Linked DNA regions of Rattus norvegicus: region 1 is linked to region 2. A link is a contact called in public Hi-C data. All regions are on one chromosome and are shown on one strand. The core of a region is the stretch at or near the end of the contact, and the rest is flanking DNA. Distances in the headings are between cores, read along the strand shown.

Region 1 (5,816 bases), core at 1,230-3,729, 160 kb after region 2:
AGCCACCCTGTGGGCTCTGGAAGCAAGACCTGGGTTCCCTGAAAGAGCAGGCAGTGTTCTTAACCTCTGAGCTACCTCTCCTGTCCCTGTGCCAGGCTAACACATGGGCTAGGGGTCCTAACCCAGGTCCTCATGCCTCATGTCCAGTGCTGTTGTGTGGAGCTGAGCTCAGGGACAGACTTTGGAACAGTCTTTGGAAAAGCACGGGTTGGTGCCACCAGACTACCAGTGAGGCTTGAGCTCACCCAGCCTCTCAAGAATAAGTGAAGTATGGCTCTGCAAGTCATCTTACTCAGACTAGGAGAGCCAGAGTCTTTCCTTGACGCCCTTGGTAACATCACCATCTATTTATCCTTGTCATGTGATAGACTGTACTCACCACACTCACTGTCATTGCCACAGCACGAGCGCTAGGGAGACTCTGTCTTGTGCTGCTGCTTGCCGCTTGTTTCTAGTGCAGGGGCTGACTAGCGTGTGCTGGTGCATGCCCCAGTGCTGAGTGCGTTTTTGAGGAGCCCTCGGGGGCCAGAAGAGGGTATCCAGTTCCCTGGGACAGGAGTTACAGGTGGTTGGGAGCCACCGTGTGTGTGTGTGTGTGTGTGTGTGTGTGTATGTGTGTGTATGTGTGTGTATGTGTGTATGTGTGTGTATGTGTGTATGTGTGTATGTGTGTGTATGTGTGTGCGTGTGTGTGTATGTGTGTGTATGTGTGTGTGCGTGTGTGTGTATGTGTATGTGTGTGTGCGTGTGTGTGTATGTGTATGTGTGTGTGCGTGTGTGTATGTGTGTGCGTGTGTGTGTATGTGTGTATGTGTGTGTGCGTGTGTGTATGTGTGTGCATGTATGTATGTATGTGTGTATGTGTGTGTGCGTATATGTATGTATGTGTGTGTGCATGTATGTATGTGTGTATGTGTGTGTGCGTGTATGTATGTGTGTGTATGTGTGTACGTGTGTGTGCGTGTGTGTATGTGTGTGTATGTGCGTGTATGTATGTGTGTGTATGTGTGTGTATGTGTGTGTGTGCGTGTGTGTATGTGTATGTGTGTGTGAGTGTGTGTGTATGTGTATGTATGTGTGTGCATGTATGTATGTATGTGTGTATGTGTGTGTGCGTATATGTATGTATGTGTGTGTGCGTGTATGTATGTATGTGTGTATGTGTGTGTGCGTGTATGTATGTGTGTGTATGTGCGTGTGTGCGTGTGTGTATGTGTGTGTGCGTGTGTGTATTGTGTGTGCGTGTATGTATGTGTGTGTGTGCGTGTATGTATGTGTGTGTATGTGTGTGTGCGTGTGTGTATGTGTGCGTGTGTGTGTGTATGTGTGTGTATGTGTGTGTCTGTGTATGTGTGTGTGTGTGTGTGTGTGTGTGCTGGGAACTGAATCCGATCCCTCCACAAGTGCAGATGATGCTCTTAACTGCTGAGCCATCTCTCCAGGTTCCCCCCACCTCCCGTTTTTGAGGTAATTCTCAGCATGTAGCCCAAGTGTACCTTGAATTTTCATCTATCCTCCTGCCTCAGCCTCTCTTGTACTGTCTTTACCACCCCTCCTCAGTAGTTGAGATTCAATTCATCATGCTAGGTCCTTAGGCTTAGCACCAAGCCTCTTTACCAAGGGAGCTATCTCACTCGCCCAGGCTGTCTGTCTGTCTGTCTGTCTGTCTGTCTGTCTGTGGCAGGTCCACAGCTCAGCTTGTCCTGAAGTCTGAAACTCACTCTGTATCCTGTCCTCACCTTGAATCCCTGAATCTCCTGCCTCCACCTCCTAAGTGCCAGAGTTAAATGCTGTTGACACCACTCAGTAAACACTGTGCACTGGAACAAGTGAATAAATGGACGGATAGATGGGTGGATAAGTGCGTGAATGAGTGAGTGGGGTAAACTAAATGATGATTCAAGTACTTGCTTAGCATCCCTGAGGTCCTCGAGTCTGTTCCGATCACCTTCTAGTCGAAAAAGAAACACGGAAAGAACGAAAGAAAGAATGAAAGAAAGAAAGAAAGAGAAAAAGTTGTTCCTCAGGTTTGGAATCGCGTCACTTAGGAAGTGGAGGCAGGAGGTTTAAGAGTTCAAGGCCAGGCGTGGCTAATAAATTTCTCTGAAAAAGAGAAACTTCAGGGGTTACCCCACCCCACCCCCACCCCCACCCCCGTCCTGTACAGCTAAGCCCCGGCGCCCCCGCAACACCCTTCGCTACCGCCAGAGGGCGTAACAGGGCCGACCCCAGAGCGTGTCCCGGGACCCCGCCCTGAGTTGAGCGCCCCGGAGCCCTCTGAGATGGGCCCCCACCCCATCTGTATCCCCGCAGGACCCAGAGGTCGAAGCCTGCACATTAGCCTGCACGTCTCTGTAGGAAGGGAAACTGAGGCCCGCTGGTCGGAGTGGGGCGGGTCCCAGAACACGAGCCCCCGCCCCCGGTGGCCCCGCCCCACCCCGGCCCGTTAGAGACCCAAGCGCAAGACAGAGCGTAAAGTGCAGACAGCGGACGGCGGCGTGATGGCAGCGCAGCGGCTGGGCAAGCGCGTGCTGAGCAAGCTGCAGTCCCCTTCGCGTGCCCGCGGCCCGGGGGGCAGCCCTAGTGGGCTGCAGAAGCGGCACGCGCGAGTCACCGTCAAATACGACCGGCGAGAGCTGCAGCGGCGACTGGACGTGGAGAAGTGGATCGACGGACGCTTGGAAGAGCTGTACCGCGGCAGGGTGAGACCCAGAGGGGCCGGGATTGGGGAACGGAGGTAGCCTGAGACCCTGCAGACCCTGCGACCTGCGACCCTGCGACCTTGGTGACCCTAGTACATGCTCACTGGTGCACCGACAGCGGCCTTTGCTAGGAGGATTCATGCCCCAAGGCTCTGGTCTATGCTTAGAGGCATCCAGCTTGTGGACACCCAGACATGCACTCAGGGTCCCCAGACGTGTGTGTGTCCAGACAACCCAGACAACTGGGAAGGAAGGTCTGGAGATGAGATGAGAAAGAAGGAGGGGGCGGGGGGGGGTAGAGACAACATATTGAGAGAACGGATAGGGACGGGGATGTCCTTAAGCCAAACATAGACATGGGGTGGCAAGGGAGATAGGACAGCAGAGACTCTCAGCAGAGGAAGCAACAGTATACACAGATGACGGAAGTCACAGCCACTCACAGACACAGCACCAAAGTGAGCCGCACACAAACTCACAGGAATACAAGTGGATTAATTTAAGGGACAGCATGGCCTGGCATAGGCACAATAACGCACGCACAGCACAATCACCTCGGCGCCAAGTGAGGAGATGCAGCTGCACAGATACGCATCGGTTTCAGCCGCAGTGCTCTGAGCTCCAATACTATCTGGGGACACAAAGTGACTCAAGTTACATAGGGCCATTATCTGCTGTCAAAAAAAAAAAAAAAAAGTCTCACTGCCTACAAACTGAAGGGCAGATGTCACAACTCCACACACCACACACACACACACACACATACACACACACACATCTGTGGAAATTACACACGGAACTGGTAAAAGTGTCCCAGGAACACAGAGTGTTAGAAACCAAGAGCTGGGCCAAGAATGCTTGTGATGTCAGCACTTGGGAGGTAAAGGCTGAAGGGTTAGGGGTTCAAGGACAACCTTGGATAAGGAGACCCTGTCTGAAAAACCCAAAGCAAACGTGGTACGGTGACGTACCTCACACCTTTTAGACCCAGCACCGGGGAGGCCGAGGCAGACAGATCTCTGTGAGTTCGAAGCTAGCCAGGTCTACAGAGTGAGTTCCAGGTCATCCAGGGCTACATAGAAAGACCCTATTTTAAAAAAAAAAAAAAAAGATAAAGATGGTCCCTACAGCTTGCCATGTCTGACATGAGATAGCCACACTGGAGAGAGGCAGCTGCACTGGGTACACTCAGGTCAAGTAGGCCAGGCACACTTAGATGCCAGAGGTCCCATCTCCCACACAGGGCAACACCTTCACTTCCCAGTTGGACAGCAGGACTTTAGACTGGGAAAGTAGAGGCTCTGGCCCAGGGGCCTCTGGCCTAGGATATCTGGGTCTTGTCCACAACATAACCAGATATCTTTTATACCACCACCATGAGGCCTTAGCCTTCCCTCAGAGACGATTTCTGCTAGCCAGCCATGGTGAACCTAGGTGGTCACTTCTCTGACCCAGCAGCCTGCAATGTGGCCCAGGGAGGCTTGACTGGCCCTAAGCCCAGAAGCCCTTCTTGTCCCCATGGGAAGGGGCCCGCCCCAGCTGGCCCCCCTCCCCCACACCACTGCTAAGACTTTCCCTTGAAAGGGCAGAAGCCAATCCCTCCCGAATCCCAGAATCTGACATTCCGAGACTGGACCGGGCCTGCTTTGCCGAGTAGGAACTGCAGCCAAGGAGAGAGCCCTGTGCCAGCCAGCCCCAAGGACCCCGGGGCTGAGCCAAGGGTGCAGGCATCGGGCTGGTACCGGGACCTGGGCCTCCTCCCGCCCATCTGCCACTCCCCTCACCCCCACCCCCAGACCCAGATGTTTGACTCAGTGGCGCTGTCCCTGCCTGCCACATTATCACTGCAGGCCCGGTCAGCTGGGTCCAGCTGGTCCCGGCTTGGTGAAACGCCTCCAGAGCCCTGGACAAAAGGCTGTGCGGTGGGGCACAGGGGAGGCATGGGCTCTAACCGGCTTGCTCTCCCTGGCCTTAGGAGGCAGACATGCCAGATGAGGTCAACATCGACGAGCTGCTGGAATTGGACAGTGAGGAGGAAAGATGCCGGAAAATCCGGGTAGGTGCAAAGGAGAGAGTTGCCCCTCCCCCCAGCCCAGCAACTCACAGGGCCCTAAACAGGACAGCCCAAGATGACATGTTTATTAAACACTTCCTAAGCCAGACACTAAATCCTCCACAAAACACTATAAAGTGGGCACATTTACCACTGCAAGGAAAGTTAGACTTAGAGAGGCTGAAGTATTTGCTCAGGGTCACACAGCTTGTCCAAAGCTAGGAGCCAAAATCAGACTGCCCTGCTGCCCTGTCCTTCCCTCTGACCGCCCTGCAGAGGTGTGGCCTTCTGGAACTGGTTACTTTCAGCGCCTGATCGAAGCCACTTGGCCAGTCCACCTTGGGGCTGGCAGCCTTTTGTTTGTTCCCTTGGGAAAGGGGAGGGCCTCTGAGGGAATAGGTGTCATTTATTTACTGATTCTTTGTCTTTTTTTTTTCCTCTGCCCCTGCTCCCAGGGACTCTTGGAGGCTTGCCTGAATCCCACAGAGGTGAGTTTCTGGTCTTTCCGTGAGTGGACCCTCACTTTTATGGGGGTGAGAGAGGGGGAGGCAGGCCGTGGCCAGGATGGGTGGGGACAGGCCTAGGGGTCCCGTCTCTGTCCTGCTCTTTGTCATCCCCATCTCCTCCCCCTCCCTCTCCTCTCCCTTCCCCCTCTCCCTCTCTTCTTCCCCCTTCCCCTCTTCCTCTCCCTCCTCCTCCTCCTCCCCATCTGTCACCGGGATCCACAGGCTGCTGCCTCAGAGCCCATCCCCCATGGGGCTCCTGTTTCTGCCCATATGGTGCCTGTCCCTTGCTGGTTGTCTGGGGGGCTCACCCTCTCTCTCCCTCTCTCTCCCCCCTGACTGTCTATACTGTCCTGGGATTCCCTGTATACCTCTTGAAGGGGCCCCCATCCCGCAGGTTCTGAAGCTGGGCAACACGGCCACTCCCACTTCCTTCCCAGCTTTAAAAGGGAAAATATTCATGGTTCTACCCTTAGCTCCTAGATGCCTGAGAGACAAACGTCACCGCCTGTCAGTCTGCCTGGAGCTGGCTCAGACCTGGTCTCTGGGGACTGTTTC
Region 2 (5,864 bases), core at 1,833-4,332:
TAAGCAAACTGTGTTTGATGGGGACATGGAACATCACTGAATACCTACCTACCATTTACAATGTGGCATTAATAAATGTGTCTGAGGGGGAAAAATCGGTGTGGCAAGATGGGTGGTGTGTGCACACATCTTTAATCCCAGCACTCGGGAAACAGAGGTGGAGGGTTTCTAAGTTCTGGGCCAGCCTGGTCTACAGAGAACAACACAGAGAAACCCTGCCTCAAAAAAAAAGCCAATCTCCCCAAAAGAAAAATACTGGAGGAGCAGAGGTAGGTGGATCATAGTGAGACGAGTATGACCTGCATTGGGAATTCTAGGCTAGCCAGGACTATACAGAGACCTTATTTTTAGTGAGTGTGAATGTTCACTGGGATTGTATGTAGTATCAAAATAGTGGGGTTGGGGATTTAGCTCAGTGGTAGAGCGCTTGCCTAGCAATCGCAAGGCCCTGGGTTCGGTCCCCAGCTCCGAAAAAAAGAAAAGAAAAAAAAATAGTGAAGATGTGGCTAACTCCGCATGCACAAGTGCAGATACACGTGTTGGTGTCAGGAACTGCTTTCGCCTCCAGCAGTGACGTCACCTGGTCACCTGCGCATCTGTTGCCACGGCAATGGTCACACATTCCCAGCAAACCTTTGGTTGAGCTCCCACCTTCACCTGGGAGCAGTTGCGTCACATTTCAAATGAAAGGCAGATCTTTCCTGCCCCCTTCCTCTTTTCTCTCTCTCTCTTCTTCCTCTCTTACCACCGCCCCCATCCCCTGTCTACGCCATCCCAATAAACCTCCTCCACGTGAGACCGTGTTGGCCTGGTGCGGTTTGTCCAGACACGAGCCTCGATTTCCATCCCGACAACAAGCAAATATGTGATATGGGATCCTCCACAAAAGGGATTCAAGCTAAGATACATGCTGCATGTCAAAAAATATCCTGAGCACACATCACATATGAAATTCTAGTGGTGGTTGATAACATGTGGGTAGGAGAAGGCGCGGACCTAGTGATTGCTGGGAAGGGCGGGAGGGGCCTCTGGGGTGAAGGAAGTTTCACCATGCTGGTTACTTTGTTTGCAAAATGTGTCAAAACCCACCTACACCAGACACAGCGGGACTTGAGAGGTAGAAACAAAAGGATCAGGAGTTCAAGGTCATCCTTGGCTATGTGTCAAGTGTGAAGCCAGCTTTCCGTACATACAAATCCTCTCAAACACCACCCTGTTGTTTGAATCTGTATAATTTGCAGCTTGTCAGTTATGCCACAGTCAAGTTGACACCAAGCCTCCCTAGGTTACTTAGGCTGGTCTCGAACTCCACAACCTCCTTTAAAGTTGGAATTTTCTTTTTGTTTAACGATACCAATAAATATGTAAAGAATGGCTTGGGTTGCAAAGCAGATTCTTTCTTATAGGGGGGATATAACGCAATCAAGATTTTTTTTTTCTTAAAGAAAATACCACACAACCTCAGGAACCTTGAGGCAAACAGACCCAGGCTGGGGCCGTTGACCCCCTGACACTGACTACTCTAGCAAGCCTGGGTCCAGATCTCCTCTGTTGAAAGCAAGACTTGGTCTCCCAGGGCACTCAGAGATGCCACTTCCTGGCCTTGACCTTGGGCAAGTTTACCACTTGGGGCTTGGTTTCCCTCAAATCTCCCAGGGAGATAAAGATAGGGCCCTACCTCAGAAGATAGGGCAATGAGAATATAATTAGACACCTCAGGAGGCCGAGGCCCTGGGCATGGGGCCTAGTGTAGAGTGACTGCTCAGGAGCTGGGAGCCATTGGCTTTTTAGGGCAGTGGAAGGCCATGGTGTAGGCTAAGGGGCTGGGGCTGGGAGATGTCCTCCTCCGGTGGCTTCACATCCAGCTGTCCCCATCCTTCATTACCAGCCCCAGCTGTTTGTTCCTCCCTCCCAAGAAACCGGACCCAGCCTGCCAAGGTCCTATTCTGGGTCAGGAATGCTGTGTCAGCATTTCTGCCCAGACCCAGGATCTAGGGGAAGAGGAAGAGTGCAGGGTCAGCAGACCTGGCCCCAAAGAGAGACCATCTCCCATACCCCAACCCCCATGTCGGCCCGGGGGAGGGTATGGTGGGAAGGACTAAGAAAGAGGCAGCCCCTCCCCCCTCTTGTCCCCTCCCTGTCCCCTACCCAGAGCCCAGAAAAGAGTGCTATTCTGGGAGAGACACCTGTTGTCCCAAGTCCCATCCCTGCCCCCAGCTAGGGATCCGAGATTTAGGGAGACAGGACCAGAGGGACAGCAAAATGCAGAAGGCTAAAGCCAAGGGACAAGAGACAAAGACAGAGACAGAGACAGAGACACAAGACATACCAAGGAGCTGGAAGAGACTTTATCACCATACCCTCAGAGGCCACACTACTTGATCCTCCTCACCAAAACCGAGGAGGAAAGTACATTTACGATCCAAGAGACCCCTAAGGAGACCTCCAAAAGCGGGGAGTAGAAAAGAAAGGTATTGTCCAGTCCACCCCAGCCCCCTTCCCAAGAATTTAAATAGGTCAAAGCCTGGAGCAAGACACAAATGAGGACTGGGGTGGCGGGGTGGCGGTGGAGGACGGCTAAATTAAGCCGAAGAATTAGAACCACCTTCCTCAAGTGCCTGCTTTCAGAATGGCGGGAGGGGGGTGGTGCTCCCTCAATGACCCCAAATCTCTTATGTCAGAAGAGGGCTTCTGAGGATCCCACCTCCTCCTGCCCACTCAGTCCTCCTAAGTCCTGCTAATTCTCCGTGGTCGAAAAGGTGATGAGAAAAGACGTTAACAACAAAGTGACCTCGATTTCAGAGACCACCAGCAAGCAGGGAAGAGACAGAGAGGGACTCTCAGAAAAGTAAGCAAGAAATCGCCCCAAAGCCTCCTGACCCAGACAAAACATACCGTCCGCAAAAACTGGACCTCGTCCTCGCCTTCACCTCCTCCATCACCCATGATGGCAATCCCCGGGTGTCCCGGGCTAAGGTCTGAGGATGGCGAGAGAGGGCTGCAGGCTGGGCGGGTGGGTTGAGGGCGGGCTGGGGTCCGAGACCTCTAGGGGAGCCAGAGGCACCCGCGAGGGAGATGGAACTGCAGGAAGCATGCCCTGTGCAGGACTCAGATGCAAGGAGGTCCCCGCCCCACCGCACACCCATTGGGCAAGTATGGGACAGGCCACGCCCCCGTCCAGAACCCCGCCCACAGCACAAACTTGGTGGAAGATGTTCGCTTCAGTGGTCTGGGTCTCTAGAAAGTAGCCGAGTGGCCATGACCACAGTGAGATATCATGTATATATGTGTTTAGTTAGCTCTCCCTCTCCCTCTCTCTGAATAGCATGTTCCTCAGGATGGCCTTAAACTCGTATGTAGTCAAGGATCATCTTGAACATCTGGCCCCATCTGATTTCAAACCCTGGGTCACTTGCATGCTAGGCAAGCATTCTACCATTGGGCTACACCCTCAGCCTAGTTCCACCCTTTCTTTTTTTTTTTTTTTTTTTGGTTCTTTTTTTCGGAGCTGGGGACCGACCGAACCCAGGGCCTTGCGCTTCCTAGGTAAGCGCTCTACCACTGAGCTAAATCCCCAGCTCCAGTTCCACCCTTTCTTAATGGCTAAACTGAGCTTTATCCTTGCCACAGAATAACACAGTTGTGCTTGGATGCACACCACATCCCCTAACGTTAAAAAAAACAAAAAACAAAAAACAAAAAACCACTTAGTGTCAGACATAGTGGTACGGCTCCTCATCCAAGTTCTGAAGAGATCGAGGCAGGAGGATTGTAAATTTGGAGCTGGGGCTGTATAATAAGACCCTGTCTCAAAACGGAGACAAAAACAGGGTTGCAGTCATGTCTCAGTCGATAGAGTTTATCTAGCTGTCACAAAGCCCCGGGTTCCATCCAGCACCACACAAACTGGGTGTGGCGGTGCTCGTCTGTAATTCCAGCAAGCAGAAAGTTGAAGACAAGAGGATCAGTAACTCAAAGCCATCCTCGCCTCCCTAGCTAGTTAGAGGCCAGCCTGTGCTACATGATACCCTGTGTGTGGGAGAGAGGGGAAAAGGGGGAGAAAACACCAGTCTGACCTTGAACTCACAAACATCCCAAGCCTCCGCCTCCTAGCACTGAGATTAAACAAATGTGTCACCCCACCCCGAGCCCCCAGCTAAAAACTGCCTTTTGGAATAGTCCTGGCTGATGTCCCTTACCCACCTGTTGCATTTCAGGTGTGAGCTAAGATCTTTTTATTACCACCCTGCTATTATTGGCATCCTTAACAGCAGAAAATAAAAGCACGTGTTCCCGGCGGGGACCTCCTGAATGCCTTGTAGTCCCCAGGGTAACCTCTAGGGGGCACACTTTCCCCGTTCTCACAGTGCCAAGTCTGCAGATGCGAAGAGCTGAGTTTGAGAGATGGAGTCAGGCACCTTACACAACATCACAGAGGCTGAGCTGGGATCTAGACCTAAAGATTGGGTTCCTAACCGCTACACTTCAACACCTCCATATCTTCATATGTTTTTCTTTTCTTTTTTTTTTTTTTTTGAGCTGGGGACCGAACCCAGGGCTTTGCGCTTCCTAGGTAAGCGCTCTACCACTGAGCTAAATCCCCAGCCCCATGTTTTTCTAATTTAGCCATGTGGAGGTACATGTCTGTAACCCTCCACTCTAGGAGGTAAAGGTAGAAGGATTAGGAATTCCAGGCCAGCCTTGGCTACATAGTACATTCCAGGCCAAACTGCATTACATGAATCTCTAGCTCAAAAATTAAAAAAAAAAAAAAAAAAAAGAGGCAGGATGGTGGCGCATGCCTTTAATGTCATCCCTTGGGAGGCAGAAGCAGGCAGAGCTTGGTAAGTTTGAGGCCAGTTTAGCCTACAGAGTGAGTTCTAGGCCAAACAGAGCTATATATGATCACCTGTCTCAAAAATAAAATAAATAAGGGCCAACAAGATAACTCAGCTAGTGGACTGCTTGCCCCCAAACCTGATGATGATCTGAATTCAATCCCAACGACCCAAATAATAGAATGAAGAAAGGGCTCCATAAGATGACTGTTTACCTTCACATGGCAGCCATGGTGGTGTGGGCAACCTACACACACACAGACACACACATATATACATACACACATGCACACACACATACACACATGCATACACACAGACACATACATGCATACACACACAGCCACACACAGCCACAGCCACACACATACATACACACACGCACACACATATACATACACACATGCACATACATACACACATGCACACATGCACACACATACACACATGTACACACACATACATACACGCACACACACAGCCACACACATACATACACACATGCACACAATACATGCACACACACATACACACATGTACACATACACATACATACATGCACACACACATCCACACACAGCCACAGCCACACACACACATGTACACACACATACATACACATGCACACACATACACACATGCATATACACAAACACATACATGTACACACACATCCACACACAGCCACAGTCACACATGCACACACGCACACACACATATACATACATACACACATTCACGCATACACACATACACAGAGACATATACATATACACACATACACATACACACACATACATACTCACACAAAATAAATGTTGTAATGTAATTTTAAAAAATAGCTGGAGAGATGGTTCAGAAATTAAGAGCGCCTGCTGTTCTTGCAGAGGATCTGGATCATCTTCCCAGCACACACATGGTAGCTCACAACCATTTATAACTTAAGTTCCGGGGGATCTGATGGCCTCTTCTGACCGCCTCAAACACCAGGCAATAATGCTCATAAGCATAACATTAGATAAATCT

What was found. A called contact is a pair of places that touch in the nucleus more often than the background predicts.
Region 1: a Hi-C map of liver shows a contact between it and region 2, with 3 times the contacts expected there. The contact joins the promoter of Ppp1r14a here to the promoter of Ryr1 in region 2. A contact is called at or near these places in 4 of 12 Hi-C or Micro-C datasets (Schwann cells, kidney and liver).

Annotation. Positions count from the first base shown.
Region 1 is chr1:93,711,623-93,717,438 of GRCr8, forward strand. It overlaps Ppp1r14a (protein phosphatase 1, regulatory (inhibitor) subunit 14A), which reads left to right and starts at 2,480. Exons shown (of 4, transcript NM_130403.2): 1 at 2,480-2,702; 2 at 4,678-4,758; 3 at 5,211-5,243. The coding sequence starts at 2,502. The region is part of intron 1 of LOC103689966 (MARCKS-related protein-like); the gene reads left to right.
Region 2 is chr1:93,548,223-93,554,086 of GRCr8, forward strand. It overlaps Ryr1 (ryanodine receptor 1), which reads right to left and starts at 3,083. Exons shown (of 106, transcript NM_001419537.1): 1 at 2,896-3,083. The coding sequence starts at 2,946. The region is part of intron 1 of LOC103689966 (MARCKS-related protein-like); the gene reads left to right.